Regions from separate parts of the Mus musculus genome. Here regions 2, 3 and 4 are each linked to region 1. Evidence: chromatin contacts called from public Hi-C and HiChIP or PLAC-seq data. All regions are on one chromosome and are shown on one strand. The core of a region is the stretch at or near the end of the contact, and the rest is flanking DNA. Distances in the headings are between cores, read along the strand shown. Region 1 overlaps Gmpr (guanosine monophosphate reductase). Region 2 has its middle 38 kb from the start of Stmnd1. Region 3 has its middle 56 kb from the start of Stmnd1. Region 4 has its middle 35 kb from the start of Stmnd1.

Evidence for each region. A called contact is a pair of places that touch in the nucleus more often than the background predicts. HiChIP or PLAC-seq counts read pairs in DNA pulled down with a chosen protein or histone mark.
Region 2: a contact with region 1 is called in a Hi-C map of cerebral cortex, with 3 times the contacts expected there. The contact joins two enhancer-like sites. A contact is called at or near these places in 4 of 484 Hi-C or Micro-C datasets (cerebellum, cerebral cortex, olfactory sensory neurons and 1 more).
Region 3: an H3K27ac HiChIP or PLAC-seq map of embryonic fibroblasts shows a contact between it and region 1, with 9 times the contacts expected there. The contact joins two enhancer-like sites. A contact is called at or near these places in 4 of 115 datasets of contacts at active chromatin or transcription factors (embryonic basal ganglia, embryonic fibroblasts, forebrain and 1 more) and 1 of 9 other capture datasets (embryonic stem cells).
Region 4: an H3K27ac HiChIP or PLAC-seq map of VIP interneurons shows a contact between it and region 1, with 6 times the contacts expected there. The contact joins two enhancer-like sites. A contact is called at or near these places in 4 of 115 datasets of contacts at active chromatin or transcription factors (VIP interneurons, cardiomyocytes, embryonic basal ganglia and 1 more).

The regions. Positions count from the first base shown.
Region 1 is chr13:45,537,724-45,540,802 of GRCm38.p6, reverse strand. It overlaps Gmpr (guanosine monophosphate reductase), which reads right to left. Exons shown (of 9, transcript NM_025508.5): 7 at 1,736-1,778. Among named protein-coding and RNA genes, the nearest start is that of Gm34582, 14 kb to the right of the region's middle. Within about 2 kb of position 1,347, at least 86 of the 459 cell types and tissues checked have an H3K27ac peak or open chromatin away from gene starts, as enhancers often do. A contact at or near this core is called in VIP interneurons, cerebral cortex, embryonic fibroblasts and 1 more, where this site is marked.
Region 2 is chr13:46,309,864-46,312,921 of GRCm38.p6, reverse strand. No RefSeq gene overlaps it. Among named protein-coding and RNA genes, the nearest start is that of Stmnd1, 38 kb to the right of the region's middle. Within about 2 kb of position 1,776, at least 15 of the 459 cell types and tissues checked have an H3K27ac peak or open chromatin away from gene starts, as enhancers often do. A contact at or near this core is called in cerebral cortex, where this site is marked.
Region 3 is chr13:46,216,665-46,219,595 of GRCm38.p6, reverse strand. No RefSeq gene overlaps it. Among named protein-coding and RNA genes, the nearest start is that of Stmnd1, 56 kb to the left of the region's middle. Within about 2 kb of position 1,430, at least 55 of the 459 cell types and tissues checked have an H3K27ac peak or open chromatin away from gene starts, as enhancers often do. A contact at or near this core is called in embryonic fibroblasts and forebrain, where this site is marked.
Region 4 is chr13:46,237,631-46,240,545 of GRCm38.p6, reverse strand. No RefSeq gene overlaps it. Among named protein-coding and RNA genes, the nearest start is that of Stmnd1, 35 kb to the left of the region's middle. Within about 2 kb of position 1,580, at least 27 of the 459 cell types and tissues checked have an H3K27ac peak or open chromatin away from gene starts, as enhancers often do. A contact at or near this core is called in VIP interneurons, where this site is marked.

The sequences.
Region 1 (3,079 bases), core at 98-2,597:
GACAGACCAATAGTAGGTGAGAAGCAGCCTTGATGTCTCTGCTGGGGTCATCTGAACACTTATAAGGAAACACACACAAGCCCAGGGTAAGCACTAAGTCAATTCTACTCTGCTCCATCTGTTAGAAGGCGATGCTGTGTGGAGCTGACCCTGGTAAGCAAGGCATGGACTCCACAGTGTGCCACTAGCAGCTCTCAGACACCAATGCTGACCCCCGCCTCCCGCTGTGATTTTTTTTCTTGTTTTATTTTCAGACAGGGTTTCTCTGTATAGCCCTGGCTGTTCTGGAACTCACTTTGTAGACCTGTTTGAGGCTGGTCTCGAACTCAGAAATCCGCCTGCCTCTGCCTCCCGAGTGCTGGGATTAAAGGCTTGCGCTACCAAGCCTGACTCCGCTGTGATTTTTAAGGAGGCAGTGAGATAACTAGTCTGGCCAGACCTTCAGATGAAGAAAGTCACCAGCAGGAACCCTGAGCACAGATCTGCTCTACACAACTGCTTAAACTGGTTCCCGGTGATTTGTATTTCTCAACGCTCAAATTGCTTCCCAGCTGGCTTTTCCTAGACGAGGTCCTGCTCTCTTTCCTTGGTGCATGCAGGACTACACTTTAAACAGAGCAGGTCAAAGGCCTGAGGAAAGCTGAGGACAGCACCAAGCCTGGGGACATGGTACCTCCTGAAGGACTGTAGCTTTTTAGTGTGTTTAGCTCCCACTTAGTACTGTGGTCCATGGGGCATACCCGGAGGAAGCCCACACTAGGTAATGCTTAAGGATAAGGCCCTGCAGCTAACTGTGGGACTGTGACCTTGTCATACCCTGGATAGGCAAGATAGAAGAGGGTTTGTTCTCTCTTTCACAGCAGATCTAGGGGCAGGCATTTTTTTTTTATGCTATACGTTGGGTTGCTAAGAAACTGAGCCAGCAGGATCCTCCTCTATCACTGCTGTAAAAACAGACCAAGGGCTGGTGGGATGGCTCACCAGGTAAAGGCACTTGCTCACAAGCTGAAACACCCCCAGACCCACACGGTGGAAGGAGAGAGCTGATTACTATACAATGCACACAAATACAACGTAACTCTAATGTTTGTGTTGTTGTTACTATGACAAAAAGTTTTCTACCACAGTGTGTATGTGTGTGTGGTGTTGTATAGTGTACAGCTGAACAATCTGAGGCTGGGCAGGTAGTTCCCGTTTGTGGAAAGGGGGCAGCACATACGGGCTCAGCAGCTCTGTTTTACCCCCCTTCTTGTGAGATGTTAGTGTGTGGCACAAACAGGGAGCCCAGAAGCCCTACAGCAGAGACCTTGATGGGTTACAGCAGACACTACTGCCCTCTAGTGGGAGGCAGGCCTGGTCAACCTTCCACCAAGACTGGATCCAGCCAGGATGAGGTGGGGGCTGCTCCAGGTGGTGGTATCTGCACAGCGGAGCCAGAGTCACGGGAGCGAGCGCTGGGCATTCCCCTCTCTTACTGAAAACATCACAAGCCGACCCACTCCTAGCTCGCCATCCCCATTCTGGGCTCCCGGCTTGCTCAGCAACAGACCCGAAGCAAGCTGAGCCGGGAATTGGTTAGACAGAAATGAAACCCCCCGGCAAAGAAAAGTCCCGATGAGCTCAGAAGCCCCTCGGGGGTTCCCTTCTCCATCTGGTTCTTCCAAGCTATCCAGAGCTCCTCCTTCCCTGTCAGCCCCTCTCCCCCTTGTGGCAGAGCTGTGTCCCTCGTACTTACCAAAGGCTTTGGCGACATCTCCTGGACATGTGCAGCCTCCATCCTTCAAAGGAAGGAAGGAGAGAATATCAGTAAGGTGGGAACAGGCCAGACCATGCTCACCAGTGAGGAGGAAGTAACCAGGAACTACCTCCCATCCCTACCCAAGCAGCTGGCCCAACACTACCCTCACTTTGACGGTCAGAGGCCGTCACCCCTGCCCATCCACCCTCTGGTCTCAAGCACCTATGTCTGGGGAGGAGGACAAAGTGTGTCAGACTGGCCACTGTCCCCCGCTACACCATTATATAACATGCCCAGCCACTCCCTGCTCCCTCCTCCTCCCCGCTCAGAAGCCACCCCTCCCTGCCTACAGAGAGGTGAGATTTTTTTTTAGTCTGAGCGCTAGATTATTTTAAGAGCTGAGAAAAAGGGCACGGAGCTGGCTCCTCTATCTTCTCAGCTGCCTTGCATCTCCAGTCCATCAGATGTCCTTAAAAACAAGTGCTCATTGCTGACATCCACTCTGCCCACACAGCACAGGCTGGCCTCACAGGCAGCATGATAAGCTGCAAGCTTAGGTTACAGTCACTGACTCAAAGTTCCTAGGATACAGCCTTTACGTGCTTCCTTATTAGCGAGACCCCCAATGTGCAGGCTGCGATTTACTATCCTAGCAGAGCCTGGGTGATATGGAAAGAGAAGGGTGCCAATGCTCTCGAGTGCCAGCAAAGCACAGAGAGACAGACAGCCCGGGAAGGAACAGGAAGAGATGGGGACAGTGAACAAAGTGACAGGGATGTAGCCAAGCACAGCGTGGGCTTGACAAACGCCAAGACCTCAGAAGGAAGGCCCTGTCTTCATAAAGTGGGAGCCAGCTACACGGAGCTGGACATTTGGTTTAGGAACACATTATGTCTGTGGGGTAACAGGTGAAAGTCGGCAAGGCAACCACCTCTTGAGTTGCAGGTGGGGACATCTAGCTACAAGAGGGGCAAGACCCTTCCTTGCAAAGAACATCTCACCCCGAAAGTACTAGGCTCTGTGACTCGACACTCTTCTGTTTGGCCGGAGACAGAGTCTCACTATGTCAACCTCCTGGGTGCTGGGACTACAGGCCTGCACCCCCCACACACACACACACATACACTAAGGATAGTCTTTCTCCATCACCTAATTGGCCCTCACACTCCAAGGAGGAGGGTTCAAAGCCTGCTGCTTAGCTATCCTTGCTGATAGATGTCTGTGAGCCTATCACTCAGAATGCAGAGGCAGGAAGATTCAGAAATCAGAGACAGACATCATCAATATATATGTATAATATATATATATATATACACATAATATTATACATATAATATATGT
Region 2 (3,058 bases), core at 527-3,026, 770 kb before region 1:
AGTGGCCATGAACTCGATCCAAGCAAAGCCCGAGAGAGAATAGGGGCAGGTCATGCATGGGCACATAGCATACTGGACCATTCTGGCTTGACCTGGATAACTCTGGTGTTGCAGAGATTTATATTTTAATAAGATGACTGTGGCTGCCATATTCAGAATAGGTGGAAGGAGACAAGGCAGGATTGGCGGATGAATCAGGAGACCCTCGTGATTGGCCAGGAAAGGAAGGGTGATGACTGGCATCAGGACCAGTGGATGGAGGAGGCTAGACATACTTATTATGTGCAAATACAGTTTTGAAAAAGAGCCCTGCAAGATTTACTAAAGCTAGATAGACAGGGTAAAAGAGAAAGGAAGGCAGGACTGACAGCTCAGTCGGTAAAAGGCTTGTCCTGAGTTCCATCCCTCAGAATCCACATTCAAGAAAGATAAATGAATAAAACTCATGAAGTCTGGAGTGGTGAGAAATGCTTCTAATCTCAGCAGGAGAGAAGCAGAGACAGATTCCTGGGCATATAGATCAGGCAGCCTAGGCCACTCTGTCAGTCACTAGGCAATGAGAAACTATGTCAATAATAATGATAATAGTAATAATAATAACAATAACAACAACAATAATATAAGGTGGATGGTACTCAAGGAATGGTATCTGAAAGTTTTCTCCATACATACATACCCTCACACCCAGAGGCGAGAAAATGAGAGCAAAATCAAAGACAGCATCAAGTTTTGCTCCTGATCCACAGGGAGCTTCTGGTTGCTATTTGTTGTGAGAGAAAAGCCTTTAGGAGAAGCAGAAAGCTGTCCTACAGACATATTCTATTGAGATGCTGATGGAGAAGCCTGGCAGGATGTGTGCAGGGTCATAAACAGCAAGGAGCCACTGTTGTATGGATAGCCTCTACCATCGCAATGCACAAGCTGGCCAAGGATAAACTCATAGACAGACATTAGATGCCGCCCAGTGGGAAATGTTCTGGAATAATAAGTCTGGGGCCCGCCGGATGCAGGACACAGGACAGCTAGTGAACGTCCTGGAAGTCAAGAGGACATGGGAAGCGAGTGCTTTGAGAAAGAGGGCATGAGAAGCCATCAAGCACAGTGCAGATGTAGAGCTGTCCCATTGGTCCAGCAAGTCGTGACTGGAGCAAGAACAGATTCCATGAAATCGTGGAGGGGAACTCCACAGGAGGTATCTAAAGGAGAACAATTAGCAGACAAGAACTTTGGTGCTCTGTGCCAGGTGTACTCTTTTAGTACATTCAGATGTAAAGCAAAGACCAGGCTGGGGGCCTGGATGGGCAATGTGGATAAGAAGGAAAATGGAGTTCAAGAGAAGTTCAGGGAAGGCCAGTTAGAGGGGTGGCCTTTCACTGGGGACATGGGTGGGGAGGAAGGGGCAGAATGAGGTCACAAATACAGGCAGGTGGGTGGATGTGGGGGTGTGAGTACCGTCTTCCCGTCGCTTCTGTTTTCTCTTTGAAGTCTGAAGAAAGACCATGAGCTCCAGGTCTCGTGGGTCTCTGTAGAGTGAGAGACAGCAGCAGCCTTGGCGTCTGCACCATCCTACAAGTAACACGGATGGAGTTGAGAAAGTGAACCAGGGGAGTGAGTGGCTCAGGGGGTAAAGAACTTGATGTGCAAGTGAGCAGACCTGAATTCAGATTCTCAGAACCGATGTAAAACAGAGACATGGGACTGTCACCACAGTGCTCCTATGAGACAGGAGGCAGAAACAGGGGACTCTCCCGAGCTCCTGGGCCAGCTAGCCTGAGGCGTGCTACAGTGAGGAAGAGATCCTGTCTCAAGCAAGATGGAAGGGGAAGGACATCCGAGATTGTCCTCAGATCAACACACATGCATTTACACTCGTACGTGCTAACATGTACACACACACATACGTGCATATGCACGTGAACACACAGGCAAGAAGCAAAAGAAAGAGAGAAAAATGCAAAACGTCGCAAAAGCCAGTTAATTTTTAAATGTATTTATTGTCAAACCACAGAGCTGACTTCTATTAACTATCTTTTGGCACCACCTGCTGGAGACAGATCCCAGCAGCTAACGGCAAGGATCATTGATAATGTGCACAGCAAATGGGGAGAGAGAGAGATCTCTGTGGACTGGGATTCATCAGAAGAGTCACTTGTGAATTTCGCTGTACATGATCCTTTCCTCAAAGTGTGGTTTTTCAATGGTCTATGAAAAACAGAAATTCATAGAAAGAGAGAAACAGAGTTATAGTGGTTTTTTTTTCTTTCTTTTTTCAGGAATGGTAGTGGTGTTCTGTCCCTCAATAAAAGCGTAAGCTTTCTTCCTCTTCTGGCTACATCCCAGGAGTAGTTAGCTTATATGGGCCTTGAGATGCTCTTGGCTAATGTAATTATCCAGTGATTGAGATGAGTGAGATGCAGTTGCCAATACAGTATTTTAACCAAAATGGTCCAACGATATTACTTTTCCCATTTTCCATGCAATGTGTTGTGATGGAGATGGACATCTTCCCAGTGATGATGCAGGCTTGAAACTGCTTCCCTTAACCCAGAGACTTCCTGAGAGTTTATCTCAGCTGTAACTAGTGATGGTTCCTTACTATGTTCTTCTTTGTGTGTTTCCAAGGACCTTGCTGCAGACAAGTCACAAAGGTACAAATATCCATTTCTTGGAGAACTGGAAGGAAAATAGCCCTATATTCCTATATTCCTCACTTTTTCCCTACCTGCATCCAAGTACCCAATAAGAAGTAACTAAACTAAATGAAGAAGGCTTTATTCTGTTGTATAATTTGGAAGTACAGTCTAGCTTGGCAGCTTGGTGGCTCACATCTGAGAGGCTCAGGAAGCAGACTGTGTGGAATGCTGATCCTCAGCTGTTTTTCTCACCTATGGTAGGATGCTGCTTGAAATTAGGGATGTCCTTACCTCTCAGTTAATCCTTTCTGGAAACATCACCCACCTACCACAAGATATCTATCATCAGTGCCTTGCGTGTTTCTTAATCCACTCAAACTAGCAATCAAAATTAACAATGACAGGTTTTTATGTCATCTGGGATA
Region 3 (2,931 bases), core at 181-2,680, 680 kb before region 1:
CAAGATCAGTGCATCTAATATGGGTGAGAAGGTGATTCTAACCGTCTTCCACTCAGGGCCACACTCCCTTACAAGCTGTGCACCCCATCCACCCAGAGTGCAGTACCTCCTCCTGATGTAGTATTATCTAAAGTTTCTTGTCGGAGGCCATGATAAACACTGCAACAGAAAGCAATTTAGAGAGGAAAGATATCAATTTGGCTTCCACACCCAGGGCTCAGTCAATCACTGTAGGAAGTCAGGGTAGAGATTCAAGCTGGAGTCTGAGGCAGAAACCACAGAGGAACGCTTCAAGCTGGCTTATGTACAGCTAGTGTTTTTTACAGCCTAGGACCTCGGGCTGGGCTTAGGGTCAGCGCTGCCCACAGTGAGCCGGGCCCTCTGGCATTCATCAATCATCAAGAAAAGTCTCCATAGTTATGTCCTCAGACCCATCTGATCTGGGTTAACCCCAACCTAAAGCCTTTCTGCTCAGGTGAGTCTAGGCTGAGTCAAATTGATAATGAAAGCCAGCTAGCACAGAGCACTGTATCAAATCTCTCCGAGAAGTAAGAGAGCAAGCCGGAGGTGAGGCTGTGGGTGATGGTGGAGGAGAGATGTGAAGAAATCAGAGCGCCTTCCTGCCCTCAGGTGTCTAGAGGTTGAGAGGAAAAGCACAGCTATGTAGTCCTCTTAAAAGCTGTACAAACTTGGCCTGAGAGAATCAAGAAGAAAGCTGATTGCAAACTTGGTGCCTAACAGAGAAAATAGAGCCATCATTTCCTGACTGATTTGGACTAAGAAAAGATGTATTTACTTGCTGCGGTTTATTATGCGGAATGTGACAGGCACACATTTGTGCTTTTTATTGAATGATGACTTACTCCATACAGGAATCGGTGCAATTTGTAATGCAGATTATGTTTTTAAACAGAATTTAAAAAAAAAAAAAAGGGCGCAAATACACTGATGGCTGTCACGTGACTGGCCCCACACTTCTCAGAAAGTGGCTGGAGCGTGGGCGGTGACGACAAATATATACCCTCGATGCACAAATGTGATTTCTAAAGAATAAAGCTTCTGGGCGGCTTCCAATTCAGTCGGGCGGATTTAGAAGAAGAAATCCATGGCTAAGAAAAGCCAAGGAGCCGAAAATAGCCGGAATTGGAGCAGATCACTCCCATTAACTGCCGAGGCACCTCGAGACACAGCAAGAAGCAGCCTGGCTAAAAATGAGGATGCGCCTGCATGCAGGAGTCCACGATGAGTCTCTGCCAAACTCCCGAAGTCACACACTCAGGCATTACTTAGTGCTTTTAATCAGCAGAGGTGGGACAGTGGGGGAAGACAGGGGGAAGCATCTCGGCTCCTGCGCTCAGCGCTCCGCAGTGAAGCCAATCAGAGGAGCACCTGGCTCCAGGCTTATTTTCTCAGTAATGAGTTTTGTGACCTCAGCAGCTTCTAGGCACCCAGCCAGATCTCATCCTGTGATTCATTTGTACAGTTCCTTCAGGGGGGCAGACTTGGGTTTTCCACTCCAAGTGGATTTATGAATTACGAGCAGGTAGGATTCAGGTTTTTTTTTTTGGCGGGGGGGGAGTAGGTTTTTCTTTTCTTTTTGGTTCTCTCTCCTTCCTCTCTCCCCCTCCCTCCCCCTCTCTCTTTGTCCTCCCTCCCTCCCTCTCTCCCTCCCTCCTTCCTTTTTTCCTTGTTTCCTTCCTTCCGTTCTGTTTTTCTGGATCTTCAACTACCATAGTCACTTCCCCTAATACATGCATGCATAAAACAGGCACGCTTCTTTTAGAGGAAAGTGCATTGTGCCAGCTGCTTTTTTTTTTTTTTTTTCTAATGGTTTGGACATCAGAGCTGAATTCATCCTGAGATACAGCTACGAAGGGGTGTGTTCATTCATGCTAACTTGACTTCAGATGCTCATGAGTCCTATTAACTGCAATGTGTGACTAAAGAGGCAGCCATGTGGAGACTGGAAAATATGTGGAAACACTTCTCGTTTCAAGAATTTATTTGCCTTGGTGGTAGGCAAAGATGGTCACAGATTGATTTTTCAAGTCACGCTTCAGTTTTCTCATCATTTAAAATTGGACCTTGGTTAGTCGGCTTTCCAGAAATCCTGTGTGTGTCCGGGGTACTACAGAAGAGATCGGATACCCTAGATTTGGCCTATGGGGAATCCAACATCCACCAGCTATAAAGGCAGATCTGGGTCTTAGGAGCAAGCAAGCACCATGCCCCTGTCTACACTCTAAAGAAGGTTCAGCCTGCCAGCTGTGTCTAAACTTGGGTATAGTGTTGAGGGGCAGGGCAGACTGGGTCTACACTGCAAAGCTATGCACGAGCAATTTGTGTTATAAAGACTCAAGGCAACCAAGAAGGGGTTAATAATGCTTGTCAAGTTGATGGGCTCCAGAATCACCTAGGAAACAAGCCTCTGGGCGTGTCTGTGTGAGATGATCTGGGTTGGGTTAACTGAAGCAGAAAGGTTCACTCTAAATATGGACTATGGTCCAGCTCTGTGTGTGTGTGTGTGTGTGTGTGTGTGTGTGTGTGTGTGTGTGTGTGTTTCCTGACAGGGCATATCTACAGGGTATATGTGTCTTGATAATTAATACAAGCAGCACCATCCCTAAGTAGAAGATGCTGTATAGACAAGCTAGCTAAGCAGGAGCCAGACAGTAAGCCGAATCTGTGACTAGCTAGCTCAGTAACTTCCCTGCCATGTTGGGCTATATCCCCTGGACCTGTGAGATGAAATACATTTTTCCTCCTTCAGGAATTTTATTTGTTTCTCCAGGTATTTTATTATGGCAACAAGGAAATTAACCCACACAGCAGTCAAGCTGCTTTGCCCTCTAGGCTGACCTTACAGAAAGACTGTTTTTAGGCAGCCATGATGGTTCTTCTTCATTGTCAACATGGCTGGATTTAGAATCA
Region 4 (2,915 bases), core at 331-2,830, 700 kb before region 1:
TGTAGGTATCACAGTTAGATGCTACTATCAAAATGGGAACCAGAAAAGGTACCATATAAAAAAGTCAGCTTTGTCCTATTTAAGAAGATACTGATCTGTAGGTGATGACACATATCTCTAACCCTGGTGTGCAGGAAACTGAGGTCTCAAGTTTGAGTCGCCTTGGGCTCCCTAATGATGACTAGACTAGCCAGGACTACATTTGAGATGCTATGTAAACAAACAAATATATATATATTTCTAGAGCTTCTTGCCATACCCAGAGTTCTCCCAAAGTCTCATTCAGTCTGAACGGAGAAACATGCATACCTAAAACAATCACTCTGAAGGAGAACAAGGTAACTAGGATTGTCTGAAGCTAATGAAGATCCACTCTAGAGTCACGAAGAAGATGATAGACGAATCCCCAGAGGTATAGGTCTGCTAATAGAAGAGAGGGTTAGGGAGCCAGCCATAGGGTCTGCACACATCCACAAGGATTTTTTTTTTCCCCCTCTGATGGGAAGGACATTCTCCCTAACCAGGAAGTATAGGTTCAGGATCAGAGCACAGAATACGCAGTTGTCCAAGTTGATCTGAGTCCACGTCCTAGAATACAAATATCCTCTGTTCTCCAGCTTTGTCTGCAGGCATGTTAAACAAGGTTAAGATGCTCCCCTAAATGGTCTCCTTGGCTCTCATTTGTATTCATGGGCAATTCTCCTCCGCTCAAGACTTTCTCCCACCCTCCCTCCCCCTCTCGTCTGTCACTATGGCCTGCTGACATGGTAAAACTTAACTAAAGCAGCCACGCCTGTATGCTGGCATTCTTCTTTCCAAGGGGATCACCGAGCTCCCCAGATACGTCTCTTGTTGCTTTGGTGCGATGGTAAATGTCCAATGTAAGTTTGGCTAGATTTGCAATCACCTCTGGTGTGTCTGTAAAGATGTTTCTAGGGTGGTTTAACTGAGGAAGGGTGATCTTTCCTGAATGTGGGAGGTATCACCACATAGGTCCAGGTCCTGGGCAGAATAAAAAGGAGAAAACCAGATGAGAACCAGTATTCACCTCTGTATGCCTCCTGACTTAGGATGCTATGGACCCATCTGCCTCATGTTCCTTCTGCCAGGCGGGCCTGTCCCACTATGATGGACTGGACCCTCGAACCATGAGTCAAGACAAATCTTTCCTTTCTTGTGTTGTTTTGTTGAGTGTTTTGTCATAACAGTGAGAAAAGTAAGCAATACAAATAGGACAGACAGACAAAGGTATGGATTCAATGCAGAAGTGGGATCTGAATTACATGGAGCTGGAATGAATTTGAGTGTGGAAGAAAAAAAAAACAAACCCTCTTCAATCCCTGGACTCACATGGTGGAAGGAGAGAGCCAACTCTCACAGGTTGTTCTCTGATCAACACACACACACACACACACACACACACACACAATAAATGAATTAACAACTCCGATAATAATTTTAAAACTTCTGCTTAGTCAGGAGTGGGGGTGGAGTGGACTCTGGCATGCAGCACTGTTGAAGTGTTGGATCATCTGCCCAGATCTTTTCTCAGCCAAACCCTCCCACATCGGCCTCTTCAGTCCTAACTAATAACTGCCAATTCGGCTAATGAGTACCAACCGCAGAACCGCAGGGAGACTACTCATCAACTATGTTGTCCGTGATGCTATCTGCAATCTCATCGTTTTATCTGGGAGGTTTGAAAAGAAATGGATCATTCACATGAAAACCAAGGCAGCTTGCACTTCCCCGGGGCTTATCCTCAGATGGCGACATAGCTGGGCTTTGGCTTGAGTGAAAGCTATGCAGCTTCTTTGACCATCTTTGAAACAGATAAAGACATCATGGTGCCAGGTGTGTGTTACCACATCATCTGATGGGGGTCAGGGGACACCCCTCACTGTGGTGAAGGGAGAAGCCCAGAGACCTGCTGACCTGTGCATGAACCTTGATACAATAGAGCCAGTTTAAGCTCAGCTCCTCGTTTCCCTAGTCTCAATTTTGTCTCCTGAAGGTTAGAGTTAATAATTTTATTATACACGAAGGGCAAGCTCATTGCTTTCTTCTGTCCCTTCCTGTGAAACTGCCAGGGGACAGAAACCCACCATTAAAACACAGTTCTGCTTATTGGCTACCATGAGGCCTTTTTATGTTGCCTTGCATTATTTGTGGCTGCAGAAAGATTGCTAACCCTTTCTATAAAAACAATAGTGTTTATATTTTTAAAAAGATCACCTATCATGAGCTAGCATATTGGAAGTGATAGCATGAGGTTCGAAAGACACCTCTGTGTGCAGCTTTGTGCATATGAAGTTCAGAGAACAACTCCTGATATCGGTCCTCAGGTGCCACCCACCTTATTTACATGGAGTCTCTCATTGGCTTAGAGTTTGCCAGTTGGGCTGGGCCAGTTGGCTAGCAAGCTCCAGGGTTCTATCCATCTTTGCCTCCTCAGGGTTGGGATTACAAGCATGAAACACCACTCCTGCATTTCTTAGTGTAGGTTCTGGGACTCAAATTCTGGTTCTCATGGCTTCGCAGCAAGCACTTTGCCAACTGAGCCATCTTCTTATCCCTTGAGAGATACTTTAAAGGTACACTAAGAAAACTTCAGAATGCTTGCATCATCTCCAGCCTTCAAGTGAAAGGACTGTTATTAATAATTCACTAGGTACTGTGTTAACTAAACAGTGAGAGTCAGCTGTCCGCAGTCTGTTGGGAAACAGGGCAGATAGAAATGAAGCAACCAGGGAAAACTGATGCGGAAGCTCTCACCATGGCAACGTGGCTTTCCGTAGAAAACTCATATCTACCAGTTCAATACTTCAAAGCTTGTCCTTATTACACGAAGGACATTGTTGTGTTGGTCTACATCCACATGGACGTCCTAAAAGAAAAGGAATTTTATAGCCTTC